Regions from separate parts of the Mus musculus genome. Here regions 1 and 2 are each linked to region 3. The links are chromatin contacts, called in public Hi-C and promoter capture Hi-C maps. All regions are on one chromosome and are shown on one strand. Each heading gives the region's core, a stretch centred on a gene start, on an enhancer-like site or on the middle of the called end of the contact. The rest is flanking DNA. Distances are from core to core; before and after follow the strand shown.

What was found. Promoter capture Hi-C pulls out the DNA fragments that hold promoters and counts their contacts. Hi-C and Micro-C count contacts between places; a contact is called where the count stands out from the background.
Region 1: a promoter capture Hi-C map of hippocampal neurons shows a contact between it and region 3, with 4 times the contacts expected there. The contact joins the enhancer-like site here to the promoter of BC030500 in region 3. A contact is called at or near these places in 4 of 39 promoter capture datasets (hippocampal neurons, liver, second pharyngeal arch cranial neural crest and 1 more), 4 of 115 datasets of contacts at active chromatin or transcription factors (SST interneurons, embryonic forebrain, forebrain and 1 more) and 2 of 9 other capture datasets (embryonic stem cells and liver).
Region 2: a contact with region 3 is called in a Hi-C map of cortical neurons, with 3 times the contacts expected there. The contact joins the enhancer-like site here to the promoter of BC030500 in region 3. A contact is called at or near these places in 3 of 39 promoter capture datasets (cranial neural crest, hippocampal neurons and liver), 4 of 484 Hi-C or Micro-C datasets (cerebellum, cerebral cortex and cortical neurons), 6 of 115 datasets of contacts at active chromatin or transcription factors (VIP interneurons, embryonic forebrain, embryonic hindbrain and 3 more) and 3 of 9 other capture datasets (adipose tissue, embryonic stem cells and liver).

What each region holds. Positions count from the first base shown.
Region 1 is chr8:57,960,900-57,963,758 of GRCm38.p6, forward strand. Galntl6 (UDP-N-acetyl-alpha-D-galactosamine:polypeptide N-acetylgalactosaminyltransferase-like 6) reads right to left here. Exons shown (of 12, transcript NM_175032.3): 5 at 1,480-1,665. Among named protein-coding and RNA genes, the nearest start is that of Gm2921, 160 kb to the left of the region's middle. Within about 2 kb of position 1,517, at least 31 of the 459 cell types and tissues checked have an H3K27ac peak or open chromatin away from gene starts, as enhancers often do. A contact at or near this core is called in SST interneurons, forebrain and hippocampal neurons, where this site is marked.
Region 2 is chr8:57,938,276-57,941,194 of GRCm38.p6, forward strand. The region is part of intron 6 of Galntl6 (UDP-N-acetyl-alpha-D-galactosamine:polypeptide N-acetylgalactosaminyltransferase-like 6); the gene reads right to left. Among named protein-coding and RNA genes, the nearest start is that of Gm2921, 140 kb to the left of the region's middle. Within about 2 kb of position 1,481, at least 12 of the 459 cell types and tissues checked have an H3K27ac peak or open chromatin away from gene starts, as enhancers often do. A contact at or near this core is called in cortical neurons and forebrain, where this site is marked.
Region 3 is chr8:58,910,414-58,913,113 of GRCm38.p6, forward strand. BC030500 (cDNA sequence BC030500) reads left to right here and starts at 1,342. Exons shown (of 3, transcript NM_173411.2): 1 at 1,342-1,389; 2 at 2,004-2,121; 3 at 2,447-2,700. The coding sequence starts at 2,096. It overlaps Galntl6 (UDP-N-acetyl-alpha-D-galactosamine:polypeptide N-acetylgalactosaminyltransferase-like 6), which reads right to left and starts at 1,214. Exons shown (of 12, transcript NM_175032.3): 1 at 924-1,214. The coding sequence starts at 1,061.

The DNA of each region.
Region 1 (2,859 bases), core at 267-2,766, 950 kb before region 3:
CCCACCGCACCCCCACCCCTACCCCATCCCTATGACTCCTAGAGATTTTATCATTGGCATTTAGGGACTGTTTGGTTCATACAGAATTGCAGCCTTTTGCTAACTTGCTTGAACATTCAACAGAATATGGGCCAAATTCAGTATGAGGGACTCTTGTTGTTGCTAATGAAACTCTAAATGTCTGTGTCCTTGGACAAAGCGTTTTTAATTAGTGGCTCAGAAGAGTCTCTGACTGTTGAAGCATTGGGATGCTGTTGATTTAGAAGACTGGGCAGTCGAGGTAGAAGGACTGGCTGATGTGGTAGAGGGTGTTTATTGCTGGGTGTTGTGTTTTCACTGTGCCCTCTCTCTTGTTTTACTGGTGGAGCGTGGCTGGTTGAAGAGGAAATCCCACACAATGGGCAGTAACAGAGCACTCTTTCTGAGGCGGTTGGTGTGAAGGTGATTGTCACAGGCGTTGTTTCTGAAGCCAGGGAAACAATTACAGCAAAACTTCCTTTGGAGACATTGAAGAGAATGCTAAGATTTTCTACAAAGAATATTTTTAGGTATACAATTTCTTTCTTAGGAGTAATGGGCGGGTGGTTTCCTTTTTTTTTTCCCAAGTTCCATCTTTTTTTTTTAATTAGATGCTTTCTTTATTTACATTGAAGATTTTATCCCCTTTCCTGATGTTGTTGTAAACTAACAGAAAAAACAATACCCAGGCTTGACTTGAGCCACAGCTTGAGTTTCCAGCCGGAATGATGCCCAGCTTGTTTGTGTTTCTAGTGGTTCAGCGGGATGTGATGACATATGATGACATGAGATGACATGCAATGATGTGATGACATAATGACATGCGATGACATGCAATGACATGGCTTTCTCCCTTCTCTTCTCTTAGCCATAAGTCAGCATTTAACACACATCCTGACCCTTACAGCAGCTCAGTGGGTCTGTGAGATATGGAAGGTTATACATTTAAGGCTATAGGTAGTACTAGGAGTAGAAGGAAAAACAAAAGGACAATGGCCTTATAAATCTTAAAAAAAGGTCAAGTTGCTTCAATTATTATATCCTGAGGTAGAATAATTTTCTTTCCTTCTCAACAGTCTTGTGATAATTGCTAGTGTTTATGTATACACATGTGCATGTGTATTTTGATCTCATTGTAGTTATAAGATGACTAAAAATGTTTGGGGATTTTTTTCATTACTTTAGTGTTTACCCAATAAATTCAATGAAAGAAGAGACATACTATAAAAGAAACCATTTTAGCCTTAAGCTAGATTGCTGCCGGTACTATCTGAAGTGCTGTTTAGTACAGTTTTCCCATTATACTTGTGATCAGCAGTGAGTAAGATACAGTTCCAACTCAAGCCTTGGCTGAGTGCAACATTTACAGAAGAAACTTTGCACTCTATTTGCAGGGCCCGTTTCCCCAGCTTCCCAGGCCCACTATTCCCCACTGAGAGGGATGGTGACATGGGTACTCACTGAGGAGCGGGGGCAGCCAGTTCACATTGACCTCACAGTGGGAGTCTAGGAAGGTCAGCACCTCTCCTCTAGCCACGGAAGCTCCCAGGAGTCGGGTCCGGATGAGACCTTCCCTTTTCTTGGTGCGTACAATTCTCACTTTGGAAAACCGAGCCATGTAATCTTCTAATTTATCCTTCAAGTGTTCTAGGAAGGAAAGAAAATACACAGGAAGAATGCCAAACATTAGTCACAGCCGAGTTCTTTCCGGATGCTGTGCACAGAGCACATGCAAACGGTGAATCCAAGTGGAACATTTACAACGTCTATGTTTCTGTTCTCCTCATTTGGAGGAAGATACTGATAAGATTTGATGCTTAGGGGTTTTTGTATTTTTATTTATCCCAAAGCTTCATAAACTACAAATGTTATCCTTTGAATTCAGCACACAGCAGTGATGGTACAGCAGAGCTCAGTGATGCAGTAACTGTTGGCCAGTGGCCACCATGTTAATCCTGGCCAGCTCTTGCCAAGATGGGCACTGGCCTTCTGGTTCCTGTTGTGCAAAGTCAGAAGCACTTCCTGGCATATGGGCTCTTCTCCACAAGGGGAATCTTTACAGCAAAGTTTTGCCCATTATTTCGTGTGCCAATAGTGGTGAAAATATCAGGAAAATCAGGAAAATATCTGTCAAATCAGTAAGAACTACCCAGCTTCCCCCAGTACAAGGAAACAGAAAATTGAGAATTAAATCCAGTTCTGGCTTCTAATTTGAACTGGAAATGTGACTGACTTGGTGTTGAATTAAACGGGGAAAAGAAAGGCAAAAGAAATCCGACATGCTCATTTTGAATGTTGCCATCTAAGATTTGGAAATCATTTTCATTTTTCAAAATTGGACATGTTTCTTCCTTAATTAGAAGCAAACTGTAGAAATAAAATAAAATTTAGAACCCCTATTTATATGAAAAGATATTTTCTATTGGTTTTAAAATTACTCCAGTCTTTCAGTTTTTTTAAATGCAAATGGGTACATTTGGTGACGCTTTTGTGCAATATGTACTTTTATATTTTTATTCACTGCTGTTACTAGTCCATGTATAACTGTCTCATTTTTATGTCAACTTGACACAAGCTGAAGTCATCTGAGAGGAAGGAACCTCAGTTAGGTAAATGCCCCTGTAAGATTAGACAAACCTGTATGGTATTTTTCCATCTTGTATTTATTTACTTTGCATCCTGTTTACAGCCCCCTCTCCTCCCAATTCCCTCTCACACAGCTCCTCGCCAACTCCTCTGAGAAGGGGGATGTCCCCGAGTACCATCAACCTGGCATATCAAGCTATTTTAGGACTAGGTCCTTCTTACCCCACTGAGGCCAGACAAGGTGGCCCAGTTAGG
Region 2 (2,919 bases), core at 231-2,730, 970 kb before region 3:
GGGGAGAGAATTTTGAGCCTGCACAGTCACAGAACTTTGTATCATACAGAAAGAATGGTGGGGATTCCAACTTCACCATAGGCAGAGGCCATCAGACTGGGTCTTGGTCTGGCAGAAGGAATGAAAAATACTAAACTTCCCAGGCCTGTAAGCACCCTCAACACATGAGGAGGATCTAATTAAGTGTATCACCAAGTGCTAGTAATAAATTGAGCGGTATCAGAGGGTACAGCATGCACTCTGTCTGTTTAAAATCCTGGTACCTCAGAGGACTCGAGGTTGAAGGCCTGGCTTCACTTCCAGCTGCTCTATTAATTCCGTGGCTCGGTAGCTTGCTCGCAGAAAATGTACTCCCTGCCATCTCGGAAGCCAGAGGTCTGAGATAAGTGTGCCAGGTCGGGACGTTTGGGAGGGCTCTTCCTCTGGTCACATTACACTCTCAATGGGAGAAATATCTCAAGTCCTAAGTACTCTGGTGTCTTCATCCCTTCATTAAGGTGCTCACTTCCCATGGGAGCACTAGTCTATGATTTAGTTACCTCTGAATGTTCCGCGTCCAAATGCAATCTCCATGGAGATTTGGGCTTGAACATTCAGATGTTGGAGGAGAGTCCACAGTCTGTAGCAAAGTTCTGGAACCTAGTCTTGTTTATTGTATTTGTCAACCTTTCTTTCTCCTTTATGTGTAGGCTTCTCTCTCTCTCTCTCTCTCTCTCTCTCTCTCTCTGTCTCTCTCTGTCTCTGTCTCTGTGTCTCTGTCTCTCTCTCTGTCTCTCTCTCTCTCTGTCTCTCTCTCTCTCTCTCTCTCTCTCTCTCTCTCTCTCTCTCTCCAACAGTCTAGCATGAACCACACCAGCAGTGTGCCTCCAGACAAACTAAGCTGAAACTGAAGTAAGACCTTGTGTTTTCTTATATCCAGGTTTGGACTCTAGATCAGCCTCTCAGACTACACAGCACATATCCATTACTTCAACATTGAACAAACCCAGAGGCATGTATTCTGAAGATGTTGTTGTTGCTGCTGCTGTTTTTCACATTCAGGTCATGATCTAGACAGTGCCCCATGATCTAGTATATCTTTCCTTTGTCCCTGTATCATTTGCCATGGAGGGTCTTGCTGCAGTTCCTTCAAGAGAGCTCCGAGAGAGGCTGTGAGGAATTTTGTCAATTCTTCTGTACCAATGCCTCAAAGAGGTTGTTTGGTGGTTTCACAATAAGGATTCAGTTCATCTTTCCTCAGTTCAGGGACCCTGGAACTTACCCTGTCACGCAGCTAGGGTTGCAGAGTTCATTAACTCTAAGTGTCAAACCTCATTTGAAAACAGTATTACCTTTTGTTAATGTTTTCCTTGAAAACGATTCACCTCTGCTTCCAGCAGGTGGCGGTATAACACCAACAAAACCTTGAGCCAACTGCTGCTTTGACTATTTTAGCCTCCCTTCGGCTTTACTGGCAACAGGCAGCCCGTTTCTGAGTTCGATATGGACAATAATTCTAAACTGAAAATAGTCATTCTAAAGATTCAATCTACAGGGTACGAACTCATGTCATCTCAATAAGGGAGTTTAGCTCTGGTGGGAGTATGGAGGGACTCCTTCACCTCTGGTGTTTTTCTTAAAGGGGCTCTTGTTGAGACTCCGATTTTCCTGTGAAATTTACTTGTGTTTGTAATGTTGTACGTGTACATTCTAGAAATAGTCACATTTATGGGGATCTTTTCTTCACAGAGTTACATCAGCCAGGCAGATTTATAGGTTATTTCCTGGTTCCTGAACTCCTGGCAGAATTCTGTAGTGTGGCTTCCCAAATGATTTTATTGTCCATAGCTTCCTGGGAAATTCTCAAATAAAACTGGAAGAAAGTGTTCATCAGATCAGGATAAATTATAGGTATGGGGAGTGAAGAAGGAGCTTGAAGGAACTAGCACAATTAAAATCTTTGACCCCAAGAGCCAAAGGTTAGAAGTACCCAGCCAGTCAGCAATCTGTGGCTTAAAGAGACACCTGTAACTTTCTAGTCTCTGAAGAGTCATCTAGTGGAAAATGGCTCTGATGAAATTAAAAATTAAAGTTGTGACATGTGCGTAAAGAAACGTTTGAACTTCTTTGATGTGCTTTCTCGTTCTAGAGGCAAGAAGAATCTTGTCTGGTGTGGTTTCTAAGTCCCATACCTGGTTTTATCTTTTAGTAAATATTTTTGCTTCTTTTCTTTTCCGTTTTGCTGATCAAACCTGGGCAACAGGGAAGGCATGGTGGTGCACACAGCTGTAATGTCAGCTGTATAGAGATAAATTCACGAAGACAAGGAGTTAGGATATCCTGGGGTATATGCATAGTGTGAGGCCAGGCTGGGTTATAGGAGATTCTATCTTAAATCAAAGTTTTTTTGTTTTTTGTTTTAAAAGCAAAGAAAGAAACCAGAAAAAAATCAAACCAAAAATTAAAGAGCAATTACCAGAAAATATTGACTTCTAATTAATTTTCTCACATAACTATTTATTAAGTAGCTATTATGAGCAGTCACTTTGTTTGGTGGAGAGGGTACACACTTACGCAGGTGACAGGAAGCCCCTCGGTGGCTCTGAGCTCTGGTTCCTTCCCTCTATTATATCTATTTTCAGCTTCAAAGATTGCATTTACGTGGATGGTAAAATGCCTCACATCTGCTTGTCTTCCCCTATTACTTTTTCTCTTAGGTTCTGCCCATGCACATGCAGAGTAGAGTAGAGAAAATGGGAAGAGACACTGGATAAAACTGAGTGGAAACCAAAGCTATGTGTGCACAAGACAAGGATACATCAAGCTGTGAGCAGGTAGCGGGGAGGCTCAGAGATTCCTCATAATCACAGCAGCTCTGGAGCATGGCTCTGCTGACACCTGGTCTTTGGACTTCATGGCCACTAATATTTGTGATTTGCT
Region 3 (2,700 bases), core at 92-2,591:
GTGATGACCCATGAAATTAAGCATATTAATATTATAAAGCAATCCTTGACACTGAATAGAGAAGTATAGTGTTTTCATGAAGTAGGCTGTAATCCCTTGTTCAAAGTTTTTCTTCTTTAAAAAAATACATGCTGTATTTGCTAATCAGCAGAAAAACAGCACTACTGATTTCCATCAGCATTTTGTGAAGGATAGTTGGTATTCTTACTCTCTATGAGAGTTACCTAGACACAGGATTAACTCTTACTGCAAACATAAGCATACTAATAGTTACATGCTAAGTAGAAGGAAGGCAAAATATCACACAGCCTGTTTAGCACATGAGGGAAGGCTTTTAGCAACAAAGTTATCAAATGTTGGAGGTGGGGGATTGAATATAGATTCTTAATAATTGTCTCTAGCAATTAACCTACCAGACCACATTAGGAACAGAGGAAACAAAAGACAAAGTTTAAGTTTCCACAGGATAAGAATCTTTTCATATATATACATATATATGCAAATGATTGATTTTGGAAAACCACTTTAAAATCTGAATAACTTAGTTGGCCAGATGCACTTAATACAGACACGCACACAAGACAGAAGGCAGAAACCAATCCCTGTAATTGAACTTGTACCAAAGCACTTCTGACTCCTTTCCACCCTGCCCCCTTCAAGTCAAAAAATTAATCACTGACCAATTGGAAGAGTATATACCTTCTCTTCTTGACCTTGGATTCTTTCTCATTTTATGTTCCATTCACCATTCACCGTGTCATGAGCTGCAAACCAGGACCTGCTCAAAGCCCAAAGTCCACAAAGTCCCTGTATTCAGTCCTATGAGGACTTGGGAGAAACTCCTTATACTTTTTCTCTATATGCCCCCAAACAGTGCATATCTAACCCATTCTCCTGGCCCCCTTGCCCTGACTGGTACTTACCTGATGCTCCGCGGGTTCTGCAGATTTCACCAGGTGTTTATCCTTGTACAAAGACCAGAGACCAATGTTGGGCAGGAAAATTAAAGCCACGGTGAATAACAAAGTCATTTGCAGAAACCTCTTCTGTTTCCTCTTCATTGCAAAGGATAACAATGGAGAAAAGTTAGAGATGTCTCCCAGACTACTTCTTGAGTTTAATGCCAAAGTCCTTTCCTCTTTCCTGGGAAGCACCAGAAACTGAGGGGAAGCAAAAAACTTTTGTTGTGTGCTCAGCACCAATCTGCAGGGTTCAGAGGGAGTTGGCCATCTGCAGAACAAACGCACAGTTACTTTCCCCCAGAAAACTATGACGACGGCATTATCTATTGGCTTAGAAATAAACGAGTCAACTGAGGAAATCGTTAAATCTATTGACCTCCATTAATATAAAGCAGTGGAGTAAATACGATCGTTTCATAGAATAATGGTAAGTTATGAGGAAGTCGAGAGCATGCTAGATCTATCAGTAAATAGGAGGTGTTTGTCTGTCGCTGTTTGCCCACCATCCCCCGCCCTTAGTGTGGGAGGTCCGGGATGTAGAGTCGGAGATGAAAAGCGAGAACTGAATGGGAGGGAGTGGCTTGGTCCAGTCAAGTGTCTGGAAGAAAAGTGTCCGCTTTTGACATTGGCACAACACCTTCCTTATCTTCCCCGAACAGCTTTTTATTTGCTTGCTTTGGGATAACCCACCTGAACTCAAGTTCAACTCCCTTGGAAGCCAGCTTGTCAGGCAAGATCCAGGGACACCATAACCAGGTCAGAACTATGTTTGGATAGGGGTTCACAAACTCCTGGATCTTCATGCGCCGTCAGAACACTCCTCTGCAGGCAGCATCTAGGCGACCTGGGAACCTGGCTGGAAGGAGGCTACAGATGTCAGCGGAGTCCAGCCAGGAAGTGCAGGCGCAAAGACGTCCCTTCCTCCAAGTGCAGTCCTGGGAATGAGAGCCTCAGAGAAGTGTGCTCTCTACCCATCAATCTCGCCCCCTTCCTCTGCTGACGCTCTCACGCTCCACTGTTCATGTTACCATTCTTTTCCAGCAACTGAACGAACCCAGCGAAGCATCACCAGCACCCCCAGGGCAGTATTTCTGATCTCCACTTCACGGCAAGGGACGGATGGCAGGCGGCGAATGTCAAGTGTGACCGGGCTTTACAGGCAAGTGGGAGAGGGCGCGCGGAGGATGAGTGAGGACGGCGAGAACGCGCGTGGAGCTGGCACCCAGGGGTCCGCCTCCCGCTGGCTGTCTCCTGCCTGCTGGCGATGATACTGGTGTCTACCACGTGCGGGAGCCTAGAAGCCGGGAGGGGAGGGCGAGTCACGGCCGGAAGGTAGTGGCCACTGCCTCGCGGCTGCCAGATGCTACATAAACAAACCCAGAGGCTAGGGGGAAGGAGAGGAGGATGAAGGCGGGGACAGAGAAATCGATTTGCAGCTCCGGGACAATCGGATCCTCTCTTCTCGGGTAATCTCGAACCGGCAGGGAGACTGGTTCGTCTCTGAGCTCACCCGAAAGGCGCCAGGCCAGAAATTCCGGAGTACAAGTCGCCCTGAGCGGGAGGGCAATGGAAGAATTCCTCCATGGTCCTGATGGGATCGCAGCGAGGAAGGCGCGGCAGCGACAGCGAGCAGAGGCAACCCAGTCTGGACTGGTCCCTGAGAGGAGGGTTTCCCCAGAACCTACAGCTCAAGCCAGGTACGTAGCGTGGAAGGAGAAAGAGGATTCCCACGCCGCGT